Linked DNA regions of Sus scrofa: region 1 is linked to region 2. The links are chromatin contacts, called in public targeted proximity ligation maps. All regions are on one chromosome and are shown on one strand. The core of a region is the stretch at or near the end of the contact, and the rest is flanking DNA. Distances in the headings are between cores, read along the strand shown. Region 1 has its middle 38 kb from the start of VANGL2. Region 2 has its middle 19 kb from the start of CD84.

What was found.
Region 1: a contact with region 2 is called in a targeted proximity ligation map of alveolar macrophages. A contact is called at or near these places in 2 of 5 promoter capture datasets (fetal liver and liver), 19 of 47 Hi-C or Micro-C datasets (alveolar macrophages, blood, brain and 10 more) and 1 of 2 datasets of targeted methods (alveolar macrophages).

Annotation. Positions count from the first base shown.
Region 1 is chr4:90,038,932-90,045,705 of Sscrofa11.1, reverse strand. No RefSeq gene overlaps it. Among named protein-coding and RNA genes, the nearest start is that of VANGL2, 38 kb to the left of the region's middle.
Region 2 is chr4:89,909,428-89,915,848 of Sscrofa11.1, reverse strand. It overlaps the pseudogene LOC100511506. Among named protein-coding and RNA genes, the nearest start is that of CD84, 19 kb to the left of the region's middle.

The sequences.
Region 1 (6,774 bases), core at 3,901-6,400, 130 kb before region 2:
CATACATCCAGAGAAAACTCTAATTCAGAAAGATACATGCACCCCTATGTTCACTGCAGCGCTATTCACTATAGCCCAGACATGGAAACAACCTAAATGTCCAATGAAAGATGAATGGGTTAAGAAGATGTGGTACATACACACAATGGAATACTACTCAGCCATAAAAAAGAACAAAAAGTCCAGCAACATGGATTTTTTTCATACTAAGTGAAGTAAGTCAGAAGGAGAAAGACGAATGCCATTTGATATCACTTATATCTGGAATCTAATATATGGCACAAATGAACCTATCTACAAAACAGAACACTGATTCACAGACATAGAGAACAAACTTGTGGTTGCCTAGGGAGAGGGGGGAGGGAGTGGGAGGGACAGGGAATTTGGGCTTAGTAGATGCAAACTATTGTATTTGGAGTGGATAAGTGATGAGCTCCTGCTCTATGGCACAGGGAACCATATCTAATCACTTGTGACAGAACATGATGGAGGATAATGTGAAAAAAAGAACAAATATAAATATATAACTGGGTCATTTTGCTGTACAGCAGAAATTGAAAGAACACTGTAAATCAACTATAACAAAAATTAAAAAAATTATCATTTATGAGACTCTTAAATGATATGTAGTGAGATGGCTTTTTGTATAGATTTTATGCAAAACAACTCATTGGATCTCTTAACGGGCTCAGAGAGACATTTATCATGACATAAAAAAGAGCCAAGCTCATGAGACTTAATCACTAGAGGCCACAGAAATTAAAGGAGCAGATAACATTATAAATTATATTTTGATCAAATTTCTTGCTGACACGATTGACAGAATGGAGGAAATTCAAGAGTTTTAGCAAGTTTGGAGAGTTACATAAGTTTTCTTAATACATTTCAATGCTTATATTAATTGCTATGGGCATAGAATGAACGTAAACTATTACCATATACTAATGATTTAGAAACGCCTTCTCAAGTTTCTTTGTGAAAGCCTTTGTGATGAGTTTGCAAACTTTAAGAGCATGAGGATCATGCAGTTGATGTTGCTGGAAGCTGCCTTATCTGTGTCCAGGCTTTTCCACTCAGTCAGTCATTCAACAAATTTTTTTTTTTTTTTTTTTTTTTTTTTTTTTTTTTTTTTAGCTCCTCACCTGCCACATATGGAAGTTCCCAGGGAACGGGTTGAATCAGAGCTACAGTTGCTGGCCTATGCCACAGCCATGGCAACACCAGATCTGAGCTATATATGCGACCAATGCTGGATCCTTAACCCGCTGAGGGAGGCCAGGGATCAAACTTGCATCCTTGCAGACACTGTGTTGGGTTCTTACCCTCTGAGCCACAATGGGAACTCCTGAACAGATATTCGTTGAGCATCTTCTATATGCTAAGAACTATGGTAGGTATTGATGCTGTGGCAATGAATCATACAGATACAGTCTTTATTCTCATATATTGGTCACATAATTTCAAATGTGATGGATGTAATAAAAGAATAATGGACTTTCCAATAGCAACCTAACCAAGAGAAAAAATCAGGGAAATTTCCCTTGAAAAAAAAAAAAAAAAAAAAAGCCATTACAGGTCAGTGGAAGAACTTCTGCTTCAAAACGTGAGGCACAAACTTTTCTTTCTTTCTTTTTTCTTTTTAGGGCCACACCTGTGATATATGAAAGTTTCCAGGCTAGGGGTTGAATTGGAGCTGCAGCTGCTGGTCTACGCCACAGCCACAGCTATGCCAGATCCGAGCCACATCTGCAAACTATGCTGCAACTTGTGGCAACACCAGATCTTTAACCCACTGAGTGTGGCCAGGGATCAAACCTTTTGGAGACTACATTGGGTTCTTAGCCCGCTGAGCCACAATGGGAACTCCTCTTTTTCTTTTTTAATTGTAGTTGCTTTACAATATTACATTAGTTTCAGGTGTACAATACAGTGACTTTTATAGATTATAGATTATTATATATTTATAATACACCAGATCTTCACTATCCACATCCCTGTTGGTGGACGTTTAGGTTGCTTCCATATGCTGGCTATTGTGAATAATGCTGCTATGAATATTGGTGTACATTTATCTTTTCTTTTTTCATTGAGGGAGAGAGAACTGGAGAATCTGAGGTGCCCTGCTGCTATAGATTTATATACCAATTGTTCAAAACTAAAGAAAAGAGAGACATTTTAGAAGCCCCTCATAGGAGTTCCCGTCGTGGCCCAGTGGTTAACGAATCCGACTAGGAACCATGAGGTTGCAGGTTCGATCCCTGGCCTTGCTCAGTGGGTTAAGGATCTGGCATTGCCATGAGCTGTGGTGTAGGTCGTAGATGCGGCTTGGATCCCGCATTGCTATGGCTTTGGCGTAGGCTGGCGGCCACAGCTCCGATTAGACCCCTAGCCCGGGAACCTCCATAAATATATATATTATATATATGTATGTATATATATGAGGGGTTTCTTTTTTTTTTTGTCTTTTTGCCTTTTTTCCAGGGCCGCTCCTGAGGCATATGGAGGTTCCCAGGCTAGGGGTCTAATCGGAGCTGTGGCCACCGGCCTAAGCCAGAGCCACAGCAACACCAGATCCGAGTGGAGTCTGTGACCTACACCACAGCTCACAGCAATGCCGGATCCTTAACCCACTGGGCAAGGCCAGGGATCGAACCTGCAACCTCATGGTTCCTAGTCGGATTTGTTAACCACTGAGCCATGATGGAAATTCCATGAAACCCCTTATATTTAAGATGCAAACAGTTGCATTTGGAGTGGGTAAGCAACGGGATCCGACTGTACAGCACAGGGAACCACATCCAATCTCGTGTGTTAGAACATGATGGAAGAGACGATGAACAAAAAGAATGTTCATGTGTCTGACTGAGCCACTTTGCTACACAGCAGAAATTGAAGGGACATGGTAAATCACCTGTACTTTTAAAAAAATTCTAAGAAAATATTAAAAAAAGAAAAACCCCTCATATTTAGACCACAGAGTCCTCACCTGGTACTTGATGTTCCTCAGCTGCCATGGTTCCTTCTGAGGTCAAGGTCTTGACAAAGCTTATAAATAGTGACTGAAACCGGGTGCACTGTGAGCAAAATCCTGAGTTTAGTATTTTCAATTCAGAATTTTATTTTCTTTGAATTTTTATATGTTATATGGAAACTCTACTTTCCAGAATTCCCGGAATGACACATATTGTGGCTAAAGAGATGCTCCGGAAAGCCTGCTGGGTGCTTTAGGGTTTTAGCACTTGTCCAGACATTCTATTCTTACCAATTAATCAAAGGGAAATAATGGAATCAAACCAACCATACAGATAGTTATAAGTAAGAATTCTACTTTATTAATTTATAAGAGCTGGTAGGTCTAGTTTAGGAACTGGGTTGGTCATCTGTGCAGGTGGTTCCTGATGAAACAGATAAATTGATAAATTAGTATCCTGTCTGGTAAGGACAGAACCAGACAGAGGAAATTATAAATTCTGAAAGGACATGACTAAATGTCACAGCACTTCAGTGCCCTTTTCTCTTTACCTATACTCTGTCCCTGAATGATCTGGTTTCACAGCTTTAAATACCACTGAACACCAGATAATATATCATAGTGGTATCGCACTTGGCCTCTTGGATTCAGTCTGCCTGGGTTTTTCTTCTGACTTTACCTCCATAAGCTACTGACCTTGGGAGAATTTTCTTTGTTTCTTAGTTTTTGTTTATTTATTTATTTTTATTTTTTTGTCTTTTTGCCTTTTCTAGGGCCGCTCCCAAGGCATATGGAGGTTCCAGGTTAGGGGTCCAATCGGAGCTGTAGCTGCCGGCCTACGCCACAGCCACAGCAACTCCGGATCCAAGCCATGTCTGCAACCTACACCACAACTCATGGCAATCCCGGATCCTTAACCTACTAAGCGAGGCCAGGGATCAAACCTGCAACCTCATGGTTCCTAGTCGGATTTGTTAACCACTGAGCCACGAGGGGAACTCCCTGTTTATTCTTTTAATTAAAAAACCATTTGGGGAGCTCTCACTGTGGCTCAATCGGATCGGTGGCATCTCTGCAGCACCACAATGCAGGTTCGACCCCCAGCCCAGCACAGTGGGTTAAGGATCTGGCATGGCTGCAGCTGTGGTGTAGGTTGCAACTGTGGCTCAGATCTGATCCCTGACTTGGGAACTCCATATGCTGTGGGGCGGCCAAAAAAAACCATTTTTTTTTTTTTTTTTGGCTGCATCCACAGCGTGTGGAAGTTCCTGGGCCAGGGATTGACACTGCCACAGCAGTGACAATGCTGGATCCTTAACCCACTGAGTCACCAGGGAACTCCCTGTTTCTTCATCTTTGAAATGAAGGTAAGAATACAGTGCTAACTTTATATGGATGTTGAGAGTATAACTAAGAAAATATTCATAAACTGCTTAGATAATGCCTGGCACATCATAAGCACCTAACACATATAGTAAGTGTCAGGTATATGCCATTTTTTTCTTTTTTTTCTTTTTAGGGCTGCACCTGCAGCATGTGGAGGTTCCCAGGCTAGGGGTCGAATCGGAGCTACAGCTGCCGGCCTATGCCACAGCCAGAGCAACGTGGGATTGAGCCGGGTCTGCAGCCTACACCACAGCTCACAGCAATGTCAGATCCCTAACCCACTGAAAGAGGCCAGAGATTGCACCCTCAACCTCATGGTTCCTAGTTGGATTGTTTCCACTGTACCTCAACAGGAACTCCACACTCAACTCTTTCTTGCTCTCGCTTCTCCCCAGAACTCTAGAACAGATTCCCTACTCAAGTCTGCTTCTTTTCTGGTGACCATGTTTCATTAAACAGCATTACCATCCACTTACTTGCTCAAGCTAAAAAGCATAGGCCTTATGCATGACTCCTCTCTTTTTCTCATTCCCCAGAGTCCGGGAACACATTTTGCTCATTTTCAGGGAAGGGTCTTTGCCTTAGGTATCCTCTGTCTGCAATGCTGCCCACTTGACCTTCTCTTATCAGGCTCTTGTCATTCAAATGTCAGCCAACTGTCATCTCCTAGAGAGGCTTTCTGTAAACAGCTAATATAAAGTAGCTCAACTTGTAACAGCTTTGGAAGACAAGGATAGCGTTTCTCTGTGGAACCGGGGGTGATGACTTAACCAGAATCTTGAGAGTAGTTCTGTGTCAGTAGGAGAGGTTTTGCGCTTACTTTCCATTTCATGTGATGGGCCCAGGCTTGGGTTAACCAAACTTCTGATTTTGGTCTACCCAAAGCTCTATTTCCTAATTTTTTTTTCTTCTCTTTTGTCCTTTTTAGGGCTGCACCCGCAACATATGGAGGTTCCCAGGCTAGGGGTCTCATGGGAGCTGTAGCCACCGGCCTATGCCAGAGCCACAGCAACGTCAGATTCGAGCCACGTCTGCGAACTACACCACAGCTGATGGCAACGCCGGATCCTTAACTCACTGAACAAGGTCAGGAGTCGAACCTGCAACCTCATGGGTCCTGGCCAGATTTGTTTCCATTGTGCCACAACGGAAACTCCTCTATTTCCTAATTTTAACTTAGGGGATATCTTGTCTAAAGAATCACTGCCTTCTTGTCTTATGACTAGTACTTGTGGAGCTTGCTGTGGCATTGTGGCAATAACATCTCTTCCTCCTCTCCCTCAGCGGAAAAATGAACAGCCAAACACCATTTGAACAGCTTCCCTCAATCTTAACTCTCACCTCTCAGCTGCACGAACAGGTGGAATTGGTGGGAGGACCCCTTATTCCTCAGCTCTTGCCCTCTACTTGGATGAGAGCTCTTCCTGATGAATCATGGGGAATCTCTCTCTCTTTCTCTCTCTCTCTCTTTTTTTTTTTTTTTTTTTTTTTTTTTTTGTCGTTTTGCCATTTCTTGGGCCGCTCCCAGCATATGGAGGTTCCCAGGCTGGGGATCCAATCGGAGTTGTAGCTGCCGGCCTACACCAGAGCCACAGCGTCGGGGGATCCGAGCCTCGTCTGTGACCTACACCACAGCTCACAGCAACGCCGGATCCTCAACCCACTGAGCAAGGCCAGGGATCGAACCTGCAACATCATATTTCCTAGTCAGATTTGTTAACCACTGCCCCACAACGGGAACTACAGTGGGGAGTCTCTCTTATCTCCCAAACACAAAAAGCCCCTTTACTCTTCTCTGCCAGAAAACCAAGTCTCTCAGCATTACATCCTCATTGCCAAAACTGTTAACAATTATGAAGGATCTGAGATTTTTATTTATTTTTTATTTATTTTTGTCTTTTGTCTTTTTAGGGCCGCACCCGTGGCATATGGAGGTTCCCAGGCTAGGGGTCGAATCAGAGCTATAGCTTCTGGCCCACGCAACAGCCTCAGCAACGCCAGATCCGAGCCTCGTCTGCAACCTACACCACAGCTCATGGCAATGCCGGATCCTTAACCCACTGAGCAGGGCCAGGGATCCAACCCGAGTCCTCATGAATGTTAGTCGGGTTCGTTAACCACTGAGCCATGATGGGAGTTCCTTTTTTTTCTTTTTTTGAAGGAGCCGAGATTAAAAAAAAAGTTATGATATGGAGATAGCACATTTTGCTTATTAATTCCCCAGTTTATGGATATGTGCATTTTTTCTAGTTTCGACTATAATGTATGGGCATAGGTGTTCATTTCTTTTGGAGAGATTCCTAGGAGTGGAATTATTTGGTCATATGATACATTTATGGGTAACTTTTTAAGAAACTGAGCAACGATTTATCAAGGTGTACGTACCGTTTTACATTCCCATGAGCAATGTATGAGAA
Region 2 (6,421 bases), core at 1,834-4,333:
ACAAATCCAAAACAATTAAGAAAATGACAATAAGTACACATATATCAATAATTACTTGGAGTATACATGGATGAAATGCTCCAACCAAAACACATAGACTGGCTGGGTGGATATGAAAATAAGATCCATATATATATGCTGTTTACAAGATACCTACTTCAGATCGAGGGACACGTACAGACTGAAGATGCGGGGATGGAAGAAGATATTCAATGGAAATGGAAATCAAAAGAAAGTTGGAATAGCAGTACTCATATCAGACAAAGTGGACTTTAAAATAAAGATTGGCTTACTCTATTCATGAACTAAATATTGAGCTTAGTTTAGGTTGGAGGAGGGAGGGACATCAAGGACTGTGCAAGTCTAGAGGGAAAATTGGATACCTAAGGCAGGCTCTAACATGTGGCTGATTTTCTCATCAGACATTTGTTTGGTTTAGGAGTACATAGGACAGTGGGGAGCTAGACTGACATCTTCTAAAAGGAGAGTGAAATACTTCATGGTCCTGCCAAGATTTTGAAGCAGTGTGGGTTGGAGTTTGAAGAGCAAGATCTACTACTGTCTTTCATATCTGAGGTGATAGATACCTGACAGTCCCTTAAGAAAAGACCCATGAGAACCACAGCAAAGAACAGGGTAAAGCAGAAATAGATTAAATCTTGTTAAAATTGAAACCCAGCCCAACCAAGCTAATTCTAGGATTTTACTGAGGTGATCAGCCTCTTACCCTATTTGTCTAACAGAAGAAAAGGGAACCATTTCTGATGAAAGATACCATAATTTAAAGCTTCTTTATTTCTTTTACTTATAATTTATAGTATTACATTTAAAAAATGCCAGGCAGACAAAAAGATGATTGATAATCAAGAGAGAAAATAGACATTAGAAGCAGATCTATAGATACAGATTAAAGATTTTGAAATAACTGTTATTAATATTCTGAAGAAAATAGAGGAAAGGATTTCACAGTAGATGAAAAGATAATTTCATTTCTCATTTCTTGCTTTCTCATTCAGAGAACCTGAATCTATGAAAAAATGAATTGGACATACTAAACCTATTAGATGATGATACAGAAGAATATATCTATAACCTTAAGAGTGAGGAAACTTTTTAAACCAAGGCATAAAAAATATAAGTAATAGAGTGAAAAATTTATGACTACATCAAATTAAGTTTTATATTTAGTGAAATATACAATCAATACACACTATTAAAAGGAGGTGTATGTAACCAACTAAAACCTAATGTCCCAAATACATAGGAAAACCCTGCATATTATCCAGAATAGAATAGAATATCTAGTGGGAAAATTAGTCAATAATATGCATAGGCAATTCATAAAAATGGAAAGTAGAACAGCAAACAAGCATGTGAAGGGTTGCAGTATCCCTCATTAAGTGTGAGAGAAGTGAAAATTAAAACTACTATATCACATACTTGATTGAAAAAAACTTAGATGATATCAAGTGTTATTGAAGAAGGGGGAAACGAGGAACTCTAGTGTACTGTCAGTAGGAGTATAAATTTTGCAGAATAATTGAATACATCTAGAGAGTTGAGTATTTGCATAATTTATTACCCAGGAATTCTACCCCAGGTACTGCCCAGAGAATTACTTACATGGGTGGCAAAAGAGATATAAAATGACAAATATAAGGTTGTTCATCATAGTATTGTTTGGAAAAACTTCAATGCTTATCAATAAGGAAATCGGTAGATGAAATGTAGCATGTCTGTAGGATATAATAGTATACAATATTCAAAAAAACTAAGCTAAAGCTACATGTTTCAACTTGGAAATGTCCAAAAATCACAATATTGAGCAACAAAACCAAAATGAAACTGAAAACAGAATGAAATGTCTACATGTGTAACTTCAAAACAGTTCTAGAGTTCCATATAATACTATACAATATTCAAAAAAACTAAGCTAAAGCTACATGTTTCAACTTGGAAATGTCCAAGAATCACAATATTGAGCAACAAAACCAAAATGAAACTGAAAATAGAATGAAATGTCTACATATGTAACTTCAAAACAGTTCTAGAGATCCATATATACTTGTAAACATGCACTTAATGAACACATTTGACAGATTCTATCCAGGGACAGGGAGGTGGGAAGCAGAAAGAGAACAGGGATGGGGTATGAAGGGGAAAATACAATATTAAAATGAGATGAAAGAGGCCTAGTACATGGACCAGTGATGATTATATACAATGAAATGAGGAATATGCAAATTGTATTCATCCATTTCTGTGGACCTGAGTCCAATTAAAAACCAAAATAGCTGCAGAAGATACTGGAAGATAACAGTTTCACTCTTGTCTGCATTGGTATACTTTACATCTAAAGCAGAGTTCAGTCTTGAGCAGTACATTTTAAGAAGCATGGACAAACCCAACTATGTCTAGAGGAGAGCAGTCAGGACAGTGGGAGGGGCATGTAAGGGGCAGGTGTCATGCAATAGATAATTGAAAAAAGGAGACTTAGACACCATGGACTATTAGGAGAAGGAGATTTTAATTTCCATTGTTACTTAAAACTTTTTAACTAATTATTTAAACAAACTTAATCCCCTCTCTCCTGAAGTCTGAGTTTTGTGCACCTCTGTGTGCTTGCTGAACACGCCTCACCCTCTCTGTCGTTCTGGTTTCCCAGCCACTGCCCCAGTGTAATTGTTAACAGCATCGCCTTTTACTTTCAGGTTGTCCCAGAAGATCATGTGGTTTTCTACCTATCATAGTATTTTAATTGCCTTGTTCTTTGTATCTCCTCCTGGGTGACAACCTCTAACACTTAGTAGGAACTTAATAACAATTTGTCGAATGAGTGAAGCATTGAGTAAAATTAAGAGTCTTCTGTGAAATCAATGTATGGCAGTTAACTTTGATTAGAGTCTGTTATCAACCCACATTGGCCCTCCTTATCTCTAAGGGGAAGGGTCAGTTTTCCCTCCAGCCTGTAAGTGCTGTGAACTGATGAGAATCCAGCCACAGTTTCAGCAAGTCTGGGACAGAGTCCACATCCTTTCAGTGCAAGCGAAGTTGTTGGGGATGCTGGGGTGCAGGTAGGGGAAATATATTGCTACACCTCCCTCTAGTGGCTGTTGTGGGGAACACTTCACAAAATCCTTTCAGATTATAATTATTAGCCTCTAAGTTGGTGGTTCTAGAGATCTTCACCCAGAGTTCATTTGTGTTTGAGGTAGGTTTTGGGCATCAGTATTTCTTTAAAAGGTACCCAGGGAGCTCTAATAGATAACCTTGGCAAAATTGGCAGATGTGGGCCATGCTTAAGTAACTAGGTGGCCACTTCCCAAATACGTTTTTTTTCCTCATTAAACTTTTTTAAATGGGTCTCAAAATTCTGTGACAGACTCTTTTTTTGGGAGGGGGCCCACATCTGTGTCATATGGAGGTTCCTAGGCTAGTGGTTGAATCAGAGCTACAGCTGCTGGCCTACGCCACAGCCACAGCAACGCCAGATCTGAGCTGTGTCTGTGACCTACACCACAGCTCAGGGCAACCCCGGATCCTTAACCCACTGAAAGAGGCCAGGGATCGAATCCAAAACATCATGGTTCCTGGTTGGATTCATTTCCCCTGCGCTATGACGGAAACTCCTCTGTGACAGATTTTTGGTTAAGTTGTTTCCATTAAAAAGTACTGATTTTAAAAACTAAAAACTGCCACACACAAAACAAATGGTCCACAAAATCTTCTGAAGTTTTTACAATGCATTGTTATCATTAACCAGTCTTTTACTATTAAACTTAAATGGCCAATTGAGACAAATATTTCTGAGACATTTCTTCTACCACTAATTAAGCCTGGGGTGGCAGATATTGGCGATAACATTCATTTAGCCTTCTGAGCTTTCTGAGCAGACTTGTTGTCCTTGCCAGCTCCAGCTGCCTTCTTGTCCACTGCTTTGATGACACCTACAGCAACTGTCTGTCTCATGTCACAAACAGCAAAACCGCCCAGCGGAGGATAGTCAGAGAAGCTCTCAACATACATGGGCTTGTCAAGAACCATGTCAATGATGGCAGCATCACCAGATTTCAAAACTCAGGGGCATCTCCTGGCTTTTTCCCAGAATGACGATTGATCTCCTTCAGTTCAGCAAACTTGCAGGCAATGTGAGCTGTGTGGCAATCTAGCACAGGTGCATATCCAGCACTGATTTGGTCAGGATGGTTCAAGATAATCACTTATAAAGCCAGCTGTTTCCATTAGGTCATTTTTGCTGTCACCAGCCACATTGCCACAAGGAACATCTTTGACAGACAAGCTCTTGCCATCGAAGCCCATGTTGTCCCCAGGAAAGTCTTGACTCAAAGCTTCATGGAGCAGTTCAACAAACTTTACTTCAGTTGTGACATTGACTGGAGCAAAGGTGACTACCATGCCAGGTTTGGGAACACTAGTCTCCACTCAACCCAAGAGGACAGTACAAATATCACCAATTTTGTAGACATCCTGGAGGGATAGATGCAAGGGCTTGTCAACTGGCCGAATTGGTGGCAGGATGCAATTCAGAGCTTCAAGCAGCGTGGTTCTACTGGCTTTGTCATCTTTACAGGTGACTTTCCATCCCTTGGACAAGGCATGTTAGCACTTGGCTCCAGCATGTTGTCACCATTCTAGCCAGAAATGGGCACAAATACTACTGTATTAGGATTACAGCCAATTTTCTTAATGTAGGTGCTGACTTCCTTAACAATCTCCTCGTATCTCTTCTGGCTGTAGGGTGGCTCAGTGGAATCCATTTTGTTAACACCAACAATGAGTTGTTTCACACCCAGGGTGTAGGCCAGAAAAGCATGCTCACAGATCTGCCTGTTCTTGGAAATACCGGCTTTGAATTCACCAACACCAGCAGCAACAATCAGGACAGCACAGTCAGCCTGGTAAGTGCCTGTAATCATGTCTTTAATAAAGTCTCTGTGTCCTGGAGCATCGACGATGGTCACGTAGAACTTGCTGTTCTTGAATTTCCACAGAGAGACGTCAAAGGTAATACCACACTCGTGTTCAGCCTTCAGTTTGTCCAAGACCCAGGCGTACTTGAAGGAGCCCTTCCCCTCGAGGATTCCCCTTGGCAGGCTGTTTATCGAATGGTTCTTTGGTCGATCCCACAGCATCTGTAGATCAGATGACCGGTAGTGGTAGACTCGCCTGAATCGGCGTGTCCAATGATGACAGTGTTGGTGTGAAGCTTCTCCTTTCCCATTTTTGCTTAGGTTTTAGTGATGGTTTTCATGACACCTATGTCCTATAGGCACACCCATTGCAAAAAAAAAAAAAAAAAAAGAAAGAAAAAGAAAAAGAGCCAAAATACGATTTTTGATAGGTCTACTTCTGGTACACAGATGTATAGCTAGTCTCTGGAAAAATCACTGAAGGGCCCATATGTTTATCAGTGGTCCTTAATCAGTGGAAAGATTTTGCCCAGCAAGGAATATCTGGCAATGTCAAGGACTCTTGATTGTCATGACCAGGGATATGGGATGTGCTACTGGCATCTAGTGGGCATAATCTGGAGATGCTCCTAAACATTATGCAATGCCCTCCGGTCAAACAGTTATCTGGACCAAAATGTCAACAGTGCCGCAGCTGAGAAACTCAGTCTAGATTTTCTGCACAAGAGAAATTGGGAGAAATTCAGGGAAGGCAATTACTCTAGCAGTGATGAAAATTATACAATCCTTTAAAAACAGTTATCTTCTCCATGTGGAGCATGGCACCTGACTTTGGTGAAAAGGGCACAGAGCTTGCCTGACCCCTAGGAAAAGAACAACTTGGCAGCTCATCTAAAATCAAATCAGCCACCATCTGTGCTTCACAACTACAGCTCTAGAGGTCAAGTAGTATATAAAGGCAGGTGTCTTCCCATAGTGCTATGTTATAAACCCTCCAACTGACACAAAGGCAAAAGCGAAATTTCCTGGATGAGATGTCTGTATTTTTCTTCATGTCCAGGTAGACACAAACTCTTGAGTAAGAGAAGTAACTTACTGTAATCAGTGGTTTCTCAATCAGCATGTGGACTCTACCAATCACATCCTACTTGTGTGACAAGAGGTTCAAGGCCACACCCAGCCTGTATTTTGGAACCCCAGTCCCTTAAAACTGAGAATGGGTCGGTTCCTCCTGAATTCTCCAGAATTCAGATATATGTAGTCAAAAGAAAACATTAAAGATGACACAGGGGGAAATCAGGCTCTGAAGTATCAGTTTTATTTTTTAAGCCTCAGGAAAAAGAAAGTTCCAGCTCACTCACAGTGCCTTAAGGGAAAAGTGGAGAGTGATTAGAGAATAATCTGGGGGTTCTCTGCTGTCCCGCTGAACCCAGGGCCTCGCGAGGCAGGGCATACATCAGATGTCATTTGAAGGATGATTCAAGGGGCTC